Regions from separate parts of the Sus scrofa genome. Here region 2 is linked to region 1. A link is a contact called in public HiChIP or PLAC-seq data. All regions are on one chromosome and are shown on one strand. The core of a region is the stretch at or near the end of the contact, and the rest is flanking DNA. Distances in the headings are between cores, read along the strand shown. Region 1 holds the start of CENPF (centromere protein F). Region 2 overlaps PTPN14 (tyrosine-protein phosphatase non-receptor type 14).

Region 1 (6,284 bases), core at 2,754-5,253:
ATTAAAAAAAAATACACTTACCATTTGTTCCAGTAATGTCCCAGTAATTTTATACCATGGCTCCCACCACTCAGACAGGGTTGCTTTCTCATGGAACCAACAATGTAGTGGGAGAGACAATCTCATAGTTAGATATATGGATAATTGTAAAGTGCTTTTAGTATTCATACAGCTGAAACATTAATAAAAAAAACGGAGGTCCCACTGTGGTTCATCGGGTTAAGAACTTGACTAGACTCCATGAGGATGAAGGTTTGATCCCTGCCTTGCTCAATGGAGAAAAGACAGTCTCTTCAGTAAGTGGTGGTGTGAAAACTGGAAAGCTTCATGTGAAAGAATGAAACTATACTCTAACACTATATATGAAAATACACTCAAGTGGATTAGAGACTCAAATGTAATACCAGAAAACATAAAATTCCTCGAAGAAAACAGGCAGAACACTCTTTGACATAAATCATAGCTAAATAGGTATTTTTTGTCCTGTTTCCTAAGACAAAGCAAAAATTAATAAATTGGACCTAATTAAACTTAAAAGCTTTTATACAGCAAAGGAAACTAAAAACAAAATGAAAAGACAGCCTGGGGAGTTCCATGGTGGCACGGCAGACATGAATCTGGCTAGTACCCATGAGAACACAGGTTCAATCCCTGGCCTCCGCTCAGTGGGTAAAGATCCAGCATTGGGTGGCTGTGGTGTAGGCCAGAAGGTGTAGCTCTGATTCGCCTCCTAGCTGGGAACTTCCATTTGCCATGGGTGCGGCCCTAAAAAAGCAAAACAAACAAACAAACAAAGACAAAAAAAGAAAGACAAACTACTAATGAGTGGGAGAAAATACTTGCAAATGATGTGACCAATAAGGGATAAATATCCAAAATATGTAGAGAGTCATATAACACCACATCAAAAAACAAACAACTTGATTAAAATTGGCAAAAGACCTGAATAGACATTTTTCCAAAGAAGACATGCAGATGGCCAAAAGGTACATAAAAAGATGCTTAACATAGTTAATCGTCAGAGTATTGCAGATCGAAACCACAATGAGCTATAACCTCACACTTGCCAGAATGACTATCATTAAAAAGACCACAAATAATAAAAGTTGGTGAGGATGTAGAGGAAAGGGATCCCTTTATACCACTGGTGGGAATGCAGTTTGGTGCAGCCTTGGTGGAAAAAGTGTACAGAAGTTCCTTAAAAAACTAAAAGTAGAATTACCATATTATCCACTAATTCCACTCCTATGTATACATCCAAAGAAAACAAAAACACGAATTTGAAAAGATGTATGCTCCCCAATGTTCAAAGTAGCATTATTGACAATACCCAAGATATGGAAGCAAACTAAGGTCCATCCAAAATGAATGGACAAAGAAGATGTGAGATATATATTTTTGGAGGGTATTAGGCTTCGTGAAATAAATCAGACAGCAAAAGACAAATATTGTATGATATCACTTACATGTGGAATCTAAAAATTAAAATAAACTAATGAATTTAACCCAAAAGAAACAGACTCACAGATATAGAGAAAAATTAGTGGATCAAGGGAGCGGGGAGGGACAGGTAGGGTAGGGCATTAAGAGGTACAAACCAGGAGTTCCCATTGTGTCCTTAGTGCATTAAGACATGATGTTGTTTCTGTAAGGATGGGGGGTTTGATCCCTGGCCTTGCTCAGTGGGTTAAGGATCCCGTGTTGCTGTGGCTGTGGCGTAGGCCTCAGGTGCAGCTCTGATCTGACCCCTAGCCTGGGAACTTCCATATGCCACAGGTGCAACCACAAAAAGAAAAAAAAAAAAGAGACAGTGAGAGGAAAAAAAAGAGGTAAAAGCCACTATGCATAAAATAAATAAGCTACAAGGATATCTTATACAGCACAGGAAACACAGCCAATACTTTATAATAACCCTCAATGGAGTATAACCTTTAAAAAGTGTGACTGGCCCTGCATCTAAGCTGGAGAGGAAAACTTAGAAAGACTCAAGAGCGCTGATGCATAGATAGAAAGTCCAGATGGTGGATGAATAGTCCAGAGAGTAGACTGGCTCAGTGAGGAAACAGATTTTAAAAAGAAAGGCTAGGAGCTGAAAACAGACCCTCTAAAAACATCTACATTTGATTGGTTAGCTTTCACCCAGTTCTCCCCCTAAAATAAACAAACGGGAAAAATAGAGGTAGGGGAAGGGAACCATAACATTGAAGTCATAGAAATATCACTGAAATTGCTACAATAATCTGCACCACATAATGCCCTTGTTTGAGAAGTGAATGCATTTCTTTCTTATTTATTATAGAAGAGTGTAGCACAAGGCTTGGCTATACAGTGGTCATTAACAGATACCTGCTAAGTAATGAATGAAAGAAGAGTGAAGGCAAATTTTTCATTCAGACCTTGAAAATCCTCTATTATATGTCTTTCAGGTTCTATTGTCTTTAGGCAGCTAATAGTTGAAAAGTTACCCTGGGAAGCAATGGAATGGTAATTGGTGTTGAAGTCAGAGACTAGCTGATAAGGCAGTGTCTGATAAAAGTTCTCCCCTACCTGTGCTCTCCTCTCTCCTTGGGGCTTCCAAGGGTAGTAGAGAACAAGTCCCTTCCCCAGCTGGCAGTTTTACTCCCCGAGATGGTTTATGTTTAAGTTACTATGTGCAGAGTTACCAGGGACTAATTAGGGATGCAAAGATGAATTAAAAAAAAAAAATCTTGGAGTTCCCGTCGTGGCGCAGTAGTTAACGAATCCGACTAGGAACCATGAGGTTGCGGGTTCGATCCCTGCCCTTGCTCAGTGGGTTAAGGATCTGGCATTGCCATGAGCTGTGGCTTAGGTTGCAGACGCGGCTCGGATCCTGTGTTGCTGTGGCTCTGGCGTAGGCTGGCGGCTACTGCTCCGATTAGACCTCTAGCCTGGGAACCTCCATATGCCGGGGAGAGGCCCAAGAAATGGCAAAAAGACAAAAAAAAAAAAAAAAAAAAAAAAAAAACTTACAGGAATTTTTGAGTCTGAAGGAGGGAGCCAGACGCAAACATAGACATCAATATCTGTATGTTTAGCTAAAAGATATGGTAAAAATCCTAAAAGTGAAGCATAAACTAAGTTCTAGTAAAGACCTATAAATTATTATTTCTAAGGACTAGGTGGGAATAGCCAAGTTTTAAGAAGAAAGTGGGGTTTGAATTGGGTAATGAAAGACTAGCAGAATTTCAGTGAAAGGCAAGAGGCTGCAGGGACAGTCTAATGAAAGATTGGAATCTATTGAGGAGGACAACAGCATCACAGTTATATTAATTTAACAATTCATTGTTTTGCTCCAGGCCTTAGATGCTTATTTTTAGTTTAGGGAAATAAAACGAGTACATAAATAACACAATACCAGTGAGCTTCATAAAAAAGGAGCGATTATACACTTTCTTGACAATTTCTCTGGCTACATGTTCTGCCCTGGAATTCCAGCTCACAAACGCACAGAATCACATTTTCTAGAATACGATCAACAGAGAACAGCAGTTAAGAGTGAAATCCTGCATGTCCTAGATTCAATTTTAAATGCTTTTTTTATGAGCCTGCTAACTTTTAAATAGAAATGAGAATACTTTCCTTAAAGAATTCTTAAGAATGACACTGGATGAAGAATGCATGGCAACATAGTACCTAGTATCTATGCCCTCCTCAATTATGTGTTTAGTAGTAGATACGTGTGCGCAGTATTAAGGGTTTTCGCCAGAGAGCACACTCCCGCTGGCTGCAGCCGATAGACCACACCCTCCTAATCAGTCTGCCCAGTCCCTGGCTGCTGCGGAAATAGAGCTTCTTTTGGTCTACCAGCCTCAGCTCAAGCACGTGGTCCCTGACTTCCCACAACAACAAAAAACCTAGTAGCTCGGTACTGGCCTTTCTCCTGGTGTGGCTTGATTTTTAAATCTATCCGAAAGGGCCAATCAAAGGCGGCAGTCCGAGTGTGCGGAAGCGGATTGGCTCGCAGCTGCTGACAGTGCCCAATAGGCTTGGAGGCGAGTTTGGTCGCGGCCGGAAGAGGGCGAATCGAAAACCGGTGGCGGTCGCGGGCAGTTTGAATTGGATTGTGGGCTCCAAACCCGCGGAGGCTGTACCTGGATCTGACTCTCTGAAGGGTTGTCTTCCCTTCCTCGCCAGCAAGGTGAGCGTCCGGCTTGGGTCCCGGCTCTGGCGGCGGGCATGATGGAGCCGCTGGCTTTGCGCCGGGGGTTCCTGGGACCGGGGTGCCTGTGAGATCCCGCTCTGCGCACTGAAGGTGCGGAGGGCCGCCGTCTCCTCCCACCTGACCCCGCTGGAGCATCGGCCCCTCTGCTCCCTCTGCTCCCTCTGCTCCCGGTAAAAGTCGGCTAGCACTAGGGTCCAGAGACCCTGCTCGGTCACGGCCTCGCCCTTTGGGGAATCAGTTTCCTCCTCTGTAACGCGGAAGACTGGGAGATCAGCAGGTATTTTACTGGCAGCCTTTCGGATCCGGAAACAAGTGGCTCCTACTTGTAATTTGGACTGTCCTTTGTTGCACGGAGAAGGTGCACACGGGTCTTGATCTGGGCGGCGGCCCGATGTGCCTATTGTTGTTGCGAGAACATTTCTCTTTTTGCCTTTCACATTTCTTCGGATGCGTCTGTGTACCTGGCTCCGCTATGGGATGAAGACCGAGGAATAAGTGTCCTGTCCTCGAACCTTGCTAGAGGATGGGGAGAGTTTTCATTCCCGGGCCCGCAGTGGGCCCTGTAGGCGGGGATTCTGGTTTCTTGGTGGAGATGGGGGATTCTGATAAAGGGAAAGCGTGAAACGGGCCTGCCGTACTGGGCGTGGGTGCGTCACACGGTCACAAAAGCGCAACCTTGGGCGCTTTTCGGGCTTGAGTGACTCGGCCATGGAGAATGTCTTCCACGTAGTTGAGACAAAAAGAGAGAACATTTTCTAGAAGGAGGCTGGTCCTGCCGATACTTTTTGCAAGAACCTTGACATCCAGGATTCTCCATCGACCCCGCCCCCTACCTTCTTACTTGGAGGTTTACATTTTTTTGTCCTTTTTGTGTCGGTGGCTCCACATAGATTGTTGATGGTTGGTACCTGTCCAAGTCCCCTCGAATCGAAATGAGCTTGGGTCTGGTGAGCACTTTAACCATTTATTTGTTCCTGTCTCTTGGACCTTGAATCAGAAAAGCATTTAAATTGTCAGTCTTCCCTCTGCTTACTTCCACCTCTATCTTTTAAAATTGCTCTTTTTAATATTTTGTTCATTATGGCGTCTCGATGTAACGATTTCAGTGGCTGGCAGAATTGCTTTGGAGTTACAGTCCTGTGCCTCTGAGGTATGGTGCTCTCACCCCTGAGCTCCTGAATGAGCAAGTTAGTTTGGAGTGGAAGGAGTAGCCTATGGGGCAGTGTAAATTGTCTTTTGCTGGTGGAGAGGCACGAGGTTCCTTTCAGTAGTTTTTGGGTAAATGGCTGCAGAGTTTAAGATGCTGTGTGCAAAGAACTGAGGGTGGGGGGCGGTGAATGCCAGAGAAAACCGCTTTCCAAGGCTTGAATCTAAATTTTGTTTTCTGAGACCCTCGCTCTTCTTTCGGTTTCTGAAAATAGTTTTTTAATATTCTTTCATCAACTACTTACTAGCTGTTCTGATAAAAAATTTCATTGATAAATTCAATTGAAACAAAACACGAAAACAGTTGTGGATCGTTTCATTTAGCAAAAAACGGACTCTGTTGCCAAAATAACTGGAAAATGAATGCTTTTTCTTTCATTGACGTTATAAAGGTTACTGAATAAAGAATAATTGCCATACTTGTCTCCCAGCTGATTTAAATTTTCTAAGATATGTCTGAGAAAGAGGTAGGTCATTTACATCTTGGTACCATAGGCAGAAATATACAAATGGAAAAATGTCTTCAAGGACTAATATAGTCACTAACATGTACAGAAGGCTTCTCAGGAGATACTGTTCTAAAGCTTTAAAGAGTTGCCACTACTATTATTCCCATTTTACAAATGAGGAAACCAAGGCCCTAAGCAGTTAAATACATGCCTAAGGTCCCACATCTTGCAGGTTGCTGAGCAGGAATTTGAATCGCTAAGGCTGTATACCTGATTCCTGGGCAAGGTCTGTCTGGAGAATGATTTTGCTGCATTTTGCAGTGATCTAGTGCTAAAATGGCATTTTGTTCATTCATGCATTGACTCAACAAATGATAACCATCTGGGAAGAGAAGGGGGCCCCTGTGCTATAAGAGACTATGATGGGGAGATACGACCAGATTATG
Region 2 (6,062 bases), core at 2,150-4,649, 210 kb before region 1:
CCACTGAGCAGTGCCAGGGATCAAACCCACATCCTCACGGGTTTGTTACGCTGGGCCGCAATAGGAACTCCAGAAAACTAGGATTTTTAAGCAGCATTTACTCTCTGTGGGAAGGTGGGATAGAAAATCAGCCTAGAGAAGTATAATGGGCTTTATAGAGCCCAAGTCCTCTCACCACTACCTTCTAATGGGTTGTTCTGGAAAGCACCTGTTCAGAATAGTCCATAAAAGGAAGATTACTTTTTTTCACTTCTTTCTATTCCCTACCCTTTAAAAATTGTTAGGAAACAGGTATGCAATACTATCAGTATGGTTTAAAAGAAGGATGAAGCTTGTCCCTTAAATGACTTTAAAACATAGGTTAAAATTTAATGAAAGGAGTTCCTGTTGTGGCTCAGTGGGTTAAGAACCTGACACAGTGCCCATGAGGAGGTGGGTTTGATCCCTGGGCTCACTCAGGATCTGGCATTGCCACAAGCTGCAGCGTAGGTCACAGATGTAGCTCTAATATGACCCCTGGCCTGGGAATTTCCATATGCCACAGGTGCAGCCATAAAAGAAAATAAAATTTAATGAAAGAAACAAAAGGAAGTGGTTAAAATCTAAAAAAAAAAAAAAAAAAAAAAAAAAACCTGACAAGAGAAGAAACACAAAACTTCTCCTAAAGACAGCAAACTCCAAGCAAACTGCTAGGATGACTGGTTGTATATGCCAGTTTTTGTAACACCACAGAGAGTTCTCTAGTTACCAGCGAAAATTTATGTTTGACTTGGCAAAGGAAGAAAAAGATTTTTTTCCCTCCTCTCCCCAGAGAATAGAGGCTTCTACAGGAACAACCACTTCTGGTCTCTTTTCAGCTGATAAGCAGGATGGCATGTGAGCTGGCCGTGCCTGGGCATACATGCCGGATTATCCAGAGCCGCCCAAAGTTCTCGAACTCCAGTGCAAAGATCAGTGCTTTGTTTGGCATATACAAGTGAGCTGGCTGAACTGATAGCTGGTTCGTTTTTGTGTGTTTGTTTACTTGTTTGATTTTAGCTCATGGTGATCTAAGGATAAGCCTTAAAAGCTGGATGAAAATGGGACACAACAATCAATTACCTTTGGAGAAAAAAACAAAGCTATATGGAAGGAAGGAATGAAAAAAGAGGCAGATCAGAGAGAAGAGGGTTTGCAGAGAAAAGGTGGGGCAGGAAGGAGGGGACAGCAAAGCCGCTGACACAAAGCCCATCTTTTGCCCCCCCCCCCCAAGGGACAGATGGCTGTGCGGCCATTCCCCTTACCTCCTCCGCGGTGACCATGGCGATCACGTTGGCTCCCTGTTCCCACACCATCTGCCAGAAGTCATGGCATGTGTGTGGCAGGGGCCCCTGAGTGGCGATGTAGTGCCATTCTGCCCCACCAACCACCACCTGGAAACCAAGGAAAGCACTGGTGAATAACCCCAAATCCAGGACAGACTTACTTGCTGACCCTGGGTCCTTTTGCATCCACCTAAAAACCTCAGATAGTATTTTTTTAGACCAAATGTGTTATCACTAAGAAACCTGAGACCATGATGGCTAGTGACACATTCTTATACTTTTTGCCACTTAAGTTTATTAAAATATATCTCATCATTTTTGGTCTGAAACCCACAGTAATTATGTGCAAACGAGCGCACACCAAAAAACATATATATGTGGGAGTTGCCTGGTGGTGTAATGGTTAGGATTCAGGGATTTCACCTCTAAGGCCCAGGTTCAATCCCTGGTCTGGGAACTGAGATCCCACATCAAGCCACTGGCCCAAAAAACAACAACAACAACAACACACACACACACACACACACACACCTACATACACAATATTACATGCATATATGTGTGTACAACCTAACAATTTGTTACAGAAGTAAGTTATGTTTCCAATGTGCAATGTACTGATAACTGCCATTCTTTTCTCTTTTTTCTAGTCTATTCCATTAAAAACAAAACAGGAGTTCCCATTGTGGCACAGCGGAAATGAATCGATTAGCAACCATGAGGTTGCGGGTTCAATCCCTGGTCTTGCTCAGGGGGTTAAGGATCCGGCGTTGCCGTGAGCTGTGGTGTAGGTTGCAGACGTGGCTCGGATCCCGCGTTGCTGTGGCTCTGGCGTAGGCCGGCAGCCATAGCTCCGATTAGACCCCATAGCCTGGGAACCTCCATATGCTGCGGGTGTGGCCCTAAAAAGACAAAAGACAAAAAATATAAATAAATAAATGAATGAATGAATAACAAACAAAACAAAAGACGGCAAAACCCAAACTGCTCCTGACGGCTAAATTGATTTCACACCCAACAACCACAGTGTGGTTCACAGTTTGAGAAACGATACGCCATGGCATCCTTTAAAACGTCTACTATGGAATAACACCCCTTTGGGAGTAATGTCTTTCTATCACTGCCCTGATATGTGTGTGTCATAAATCTCTGCTGTACCTGCCACTCTGTGAGTGCCACGTCCAGGAGAGGCACGATGAAGGCACGCAAGCCGATGGTCTATGCTATTTTATCATTACCTTCCCCCCGTGCAGCCCCACAGCGTCCAGGGGAACTCTGGCGTCCTAAGAGGATTTTGGATGAAATCATTACCCCGTGCAGCTCAGGGTGATCCTGGGAGGATAACTCTGTAGCTATAAATAGCCACAGCAGAGACTCCCTGATAAGTTGTGCCCCACATGCTGAAGGTCGTGCGATCAGGATGACAAGGTGGCCCTTGGAGGGACCTTTCCAGGTTTCCCTCGTTCTTGTGCCTGGACATTGCCAAGCAGGCTCCCTTACTCTAGACAGTTCTAGGGGTAATGGAGTGATCGCTGGTCGGAACTTTTCCCCTCATTTATTTTATGAAACAATATACTAACTTGATTTGAACAAAAACAATGTCAGTTATTGTCTCATTACACAAGACATGTTTAGGTCAAAGCTGGCAAGCGAAACCCATTTTCCAAGTACTGGTGGGAGATAACATTCACATATTTGTTGGCTGGCTAGGAGTTTGGCTTATCTGTGGAATTGTGATTTTAAACATTCGCCTCCCTGGCACCCAACATATAGGAACCATAAATACTTCCAGAGCATGCTGCTGCCTGGGGCTTTTCAGCATATTCCAAGTATTGACAGGAGGGTATTAAAAACGGCATTAAAAACACCACTGCCAATGCTACCGAGGTAGATTTCGCAGATGTGATTCTACCTCTGGAGCAAATAAATCTCTGTTCTGTGTTAACGGCTGCTTGGAACCCAGGGAGAAAACATTGGCGAGATATACAGCCCTATTCCAAAAACACGAGGACAAGTTCTTGCAAGCTCTCTGGGTCTATTAAATGCACTCCTGTCTAATCCGGATCCACAGGATGAAATGCGGACGCTGGCGAATGTGGAGGAAGGGACATGTCTGCTAACACACCCGTGGGTACCGCGCACACGGAGTGACAGCTTTTTCCAGAGAGCAGATGGAAAATGGGGGCGGCGATTTGGCCAAAGGAAGAAGATCGTATATTTATAGCTGTGGAAGATTTCTGCAGACACTCCAGCAAGAAGCAGCTGTGTGATCTGCCTCTTCGTTGGAAGACATTATTTTGGTCCTTGTTTCGTCATCTAAACTAAGCCCAGGAAACGCACCACGGTCAGTGTCCTTCGAAGTTTCCTGGGGCTCAGTTTTTATTGTTTTAGTTCTCATTCTCAGATATAAGAGAAAAACACACATCATGACTCGTGACAGTGGTGCCATCCTGCTCCTTCCGACGGGACTTTCTGATGCTTAAAAAAATAAATGTGGTTCTGTAGGCTCTGTGAACAAAAACCATACACCCAACCATGGTACATTTTCCATATTCTGCACCAAATCTGTGAGAAGTGATCACACAAGCCAGACACCTGGCTGTATTTTAGAGGCTCAAAGGAACCTACCTGTAAGTCAGCTACAGTTGAAAAGTCCAAAGAAGGAAGGAACTGATGCTGGGTGAGGCCAGAGGTAGGATTCTAAGGTTACGGATCCTAACAGACTACCGATATCAACATTGTATTGTTGAAAAAAATCCTGTAACAACTGCTTGCACCTTAATATATGAATAATTCCTCTTCTTCAGAGGTCAGAGCATCTGGTGACATTCCCAACAAAGCTGTTCTGCTATTAGGGGCCCTGAGGAAGGTAAGCCATTTAGGAGACCCCTGCATGTACAATGTATCCACAACCCTAAATTCTACCTGAAGGGAAGCTAAGCTGACGACTGATCGTCTAGGAAAGACCGAGACAGGAAGTTTTAGGGTGTCTGAAATAGTAACAAAAGTATAATGACCCCAGTGCACTGAATACTGAGGCAAATCTTGCATGATTCATTAGCAGCTGCACCTTTATGGTCTATGTTTACATTAGCCTGCGCTTCTAAATGTCATGCAAATTTGGGACTTGAGCTGTAAAATGCCCAACTGGTAACATTACAAGGGAGAAATGGTTACGTTTCTGTGGCTTAGAACATCCCCAAAATGCCAGTGACAGAAATACAATGCCTGTGACTTCCAAGGCCTCCACTGTCTGCAAATTACAAACCGAGAGGGACAAGCCTCAGCTTTACTTGCGAGTTGTTTTGTTTTTTGTCTTTTTGCCATTTTCTTGGGCCGCTTCCGCGGCATATGGAGGTTCCCAGGCTAGGGGTCGAATCAGAGCTGTAGCCCCCGGCCTACGCCAGAGCCACAACAACTTGGGATCCAAGCCGCGTCTGCAACCTACACCACAGCTCACGGCAACGCCGGATCCTGAACCCACTGATCAAACCCACAACCCCATGGTTCCTAGTCAGATTTGTTGACCACCGCGCCACGACAGGAACTCCTACCTGTGAGTTTTAGGGACAGTTACCATGCACAGAGAGAAAAAAAGTTAAATCCTCTGTAAGCAAGCAAGCTGCAGAAATGGCTGACCTGATGTCTTCCCAAGGCCACCAGGCTTCTTCCTCTCTGCAGGAGCGGCACGGCCTTGCCACTGACTAAGAAAAGCACAGGACCCTCCCTTGGGATTTGGGGACAAGCCGGGATGCACAGGGGCGGGCGGTAGGCTTTTCTCCTCCCTGCATTTTACGCGTCAGCCGGGCCATCCGTAACCAGCCTGGCCAACAGGCCCGCCTCCTCACCTTGATGTGGGAGGCGTTGATGTAGCCTGTGCTGTTCTCTTTGGTTGGTATTAGTTCCACGCGGTTCTCCTCGTAGGGGACGACCTCGCGGATTCGGCTGCGCTCCGCGTTTTCCGGTAGAGCCGCGGTGCTGAAAACGCCGTTGGCCTTTTTCTTGGGAATTTGCTCGTACTCTGTGAACACCATCCCCTCGTCCAGCTTCTTCTTCAGGGTTCTGAACTGCAACAGAAACTGGTCTTCAGCTCTCCGAATGGCCTTAGCCCAAGCCTCGGACGAAACCCCCCAGATTCCCTAAAATATTGCCAAGGAAAGTGTGTGTTAAGGAGTTTCAGGATGTACAACGAAGGCTTGACCATTTGGGCTCACTGTTCACCACAGGGCTAGTTTCTCTGGTCCAACAGCAACCACCTTCTCCGTCATCCCTTAAACAGAACACATCTGCAAGACCAGGCAAGAGCTAAAGCTCAAAATCAGTGTTTTTTTTTAAATGAGCATCTCTGTTTAAAGGTCCAGTGATAAGGAGACGGTGAATCATTATCCAAACATCCTTTTCGCCACTGACATAACTATTTTCACTGTATTTTAAGATACACTGGCCCACGGTTCTCTAGGTCTAAGGATTAGATGCCCCCTCTCCCCACTCCCCAGGCCAAGTGAGTGATTACAATAACACGGTATTAATCGGAGGAAACGATTCCTCTTAAAGACCCTTCTGGCTCTGAGAGCATTCTGATACTTCATATATGCTGGCAAAAACTGACAACCTCATCTTGTTCGCAACCTGTTTCTTAACCTGACAGCAATTTCAAGAGCTAAAGGAACACGTTTCTTCCTCTGAAGGAAGACTACCATGCAACCTCTGTTTGCTTTCCAAAACCCAAGTTCTCACAGTGCATTACCCTAACAATTA

What was found. HiChIP or PLAC-seq counts read pairs in DNA pulled down with a chosen protein or histone mark.
Region 2: a contact with region 1 is called in an H3K27ac HiChIP or PLAC-seq map of skeletal muscle. The contact joins the enhancer-like site here to the promoter of CENPF in region 1. A contact is called at or near these places in 1 of 5 promoter capture datasets (liver), 13 of 47 Hi-C or Micro-C datasets (embryonic fibroblasts, epiblast stem cells, heart right ventricle and 7 more) and 1 of 2 datasets of contacts at active chromatin or transcription factors (skeletal muscle).

Annotation. Positions count from the first base shown.
Region 1 is chr9:129,009,960-129,016,243 of Sscrofa11.1, reverse strand. CENPF (centromere protein F) reads left to right here and starts at 4,003. Exons shown (of 22, transcript XM_003130395.6): 1 at 4,003-4,159.
Region 2 is chr9:129,222,563-129,228,624 of Sscrofa11.1, reverse strand. It overlaps PTPN14 (tyrosine-protein phosphatase non-receptor type 14), which reads right to left. Exons shown (of 21, transcript XM_003130398.6): 17 at 5,153-5,371; 18 at 1,284-1,412. Among named protein-coding and RNA genes, the nearest start is that of SMYD2, 91 kb to the left of the region's middle. Within about 2 kb of position 3,399, at least 4 of the 83 cell types and tissues checked have an H3K27ac peak or open chromatin away from gene starts, as enhancers often do. A contact at or near this core is called in skeletal muscle, where this site is marked.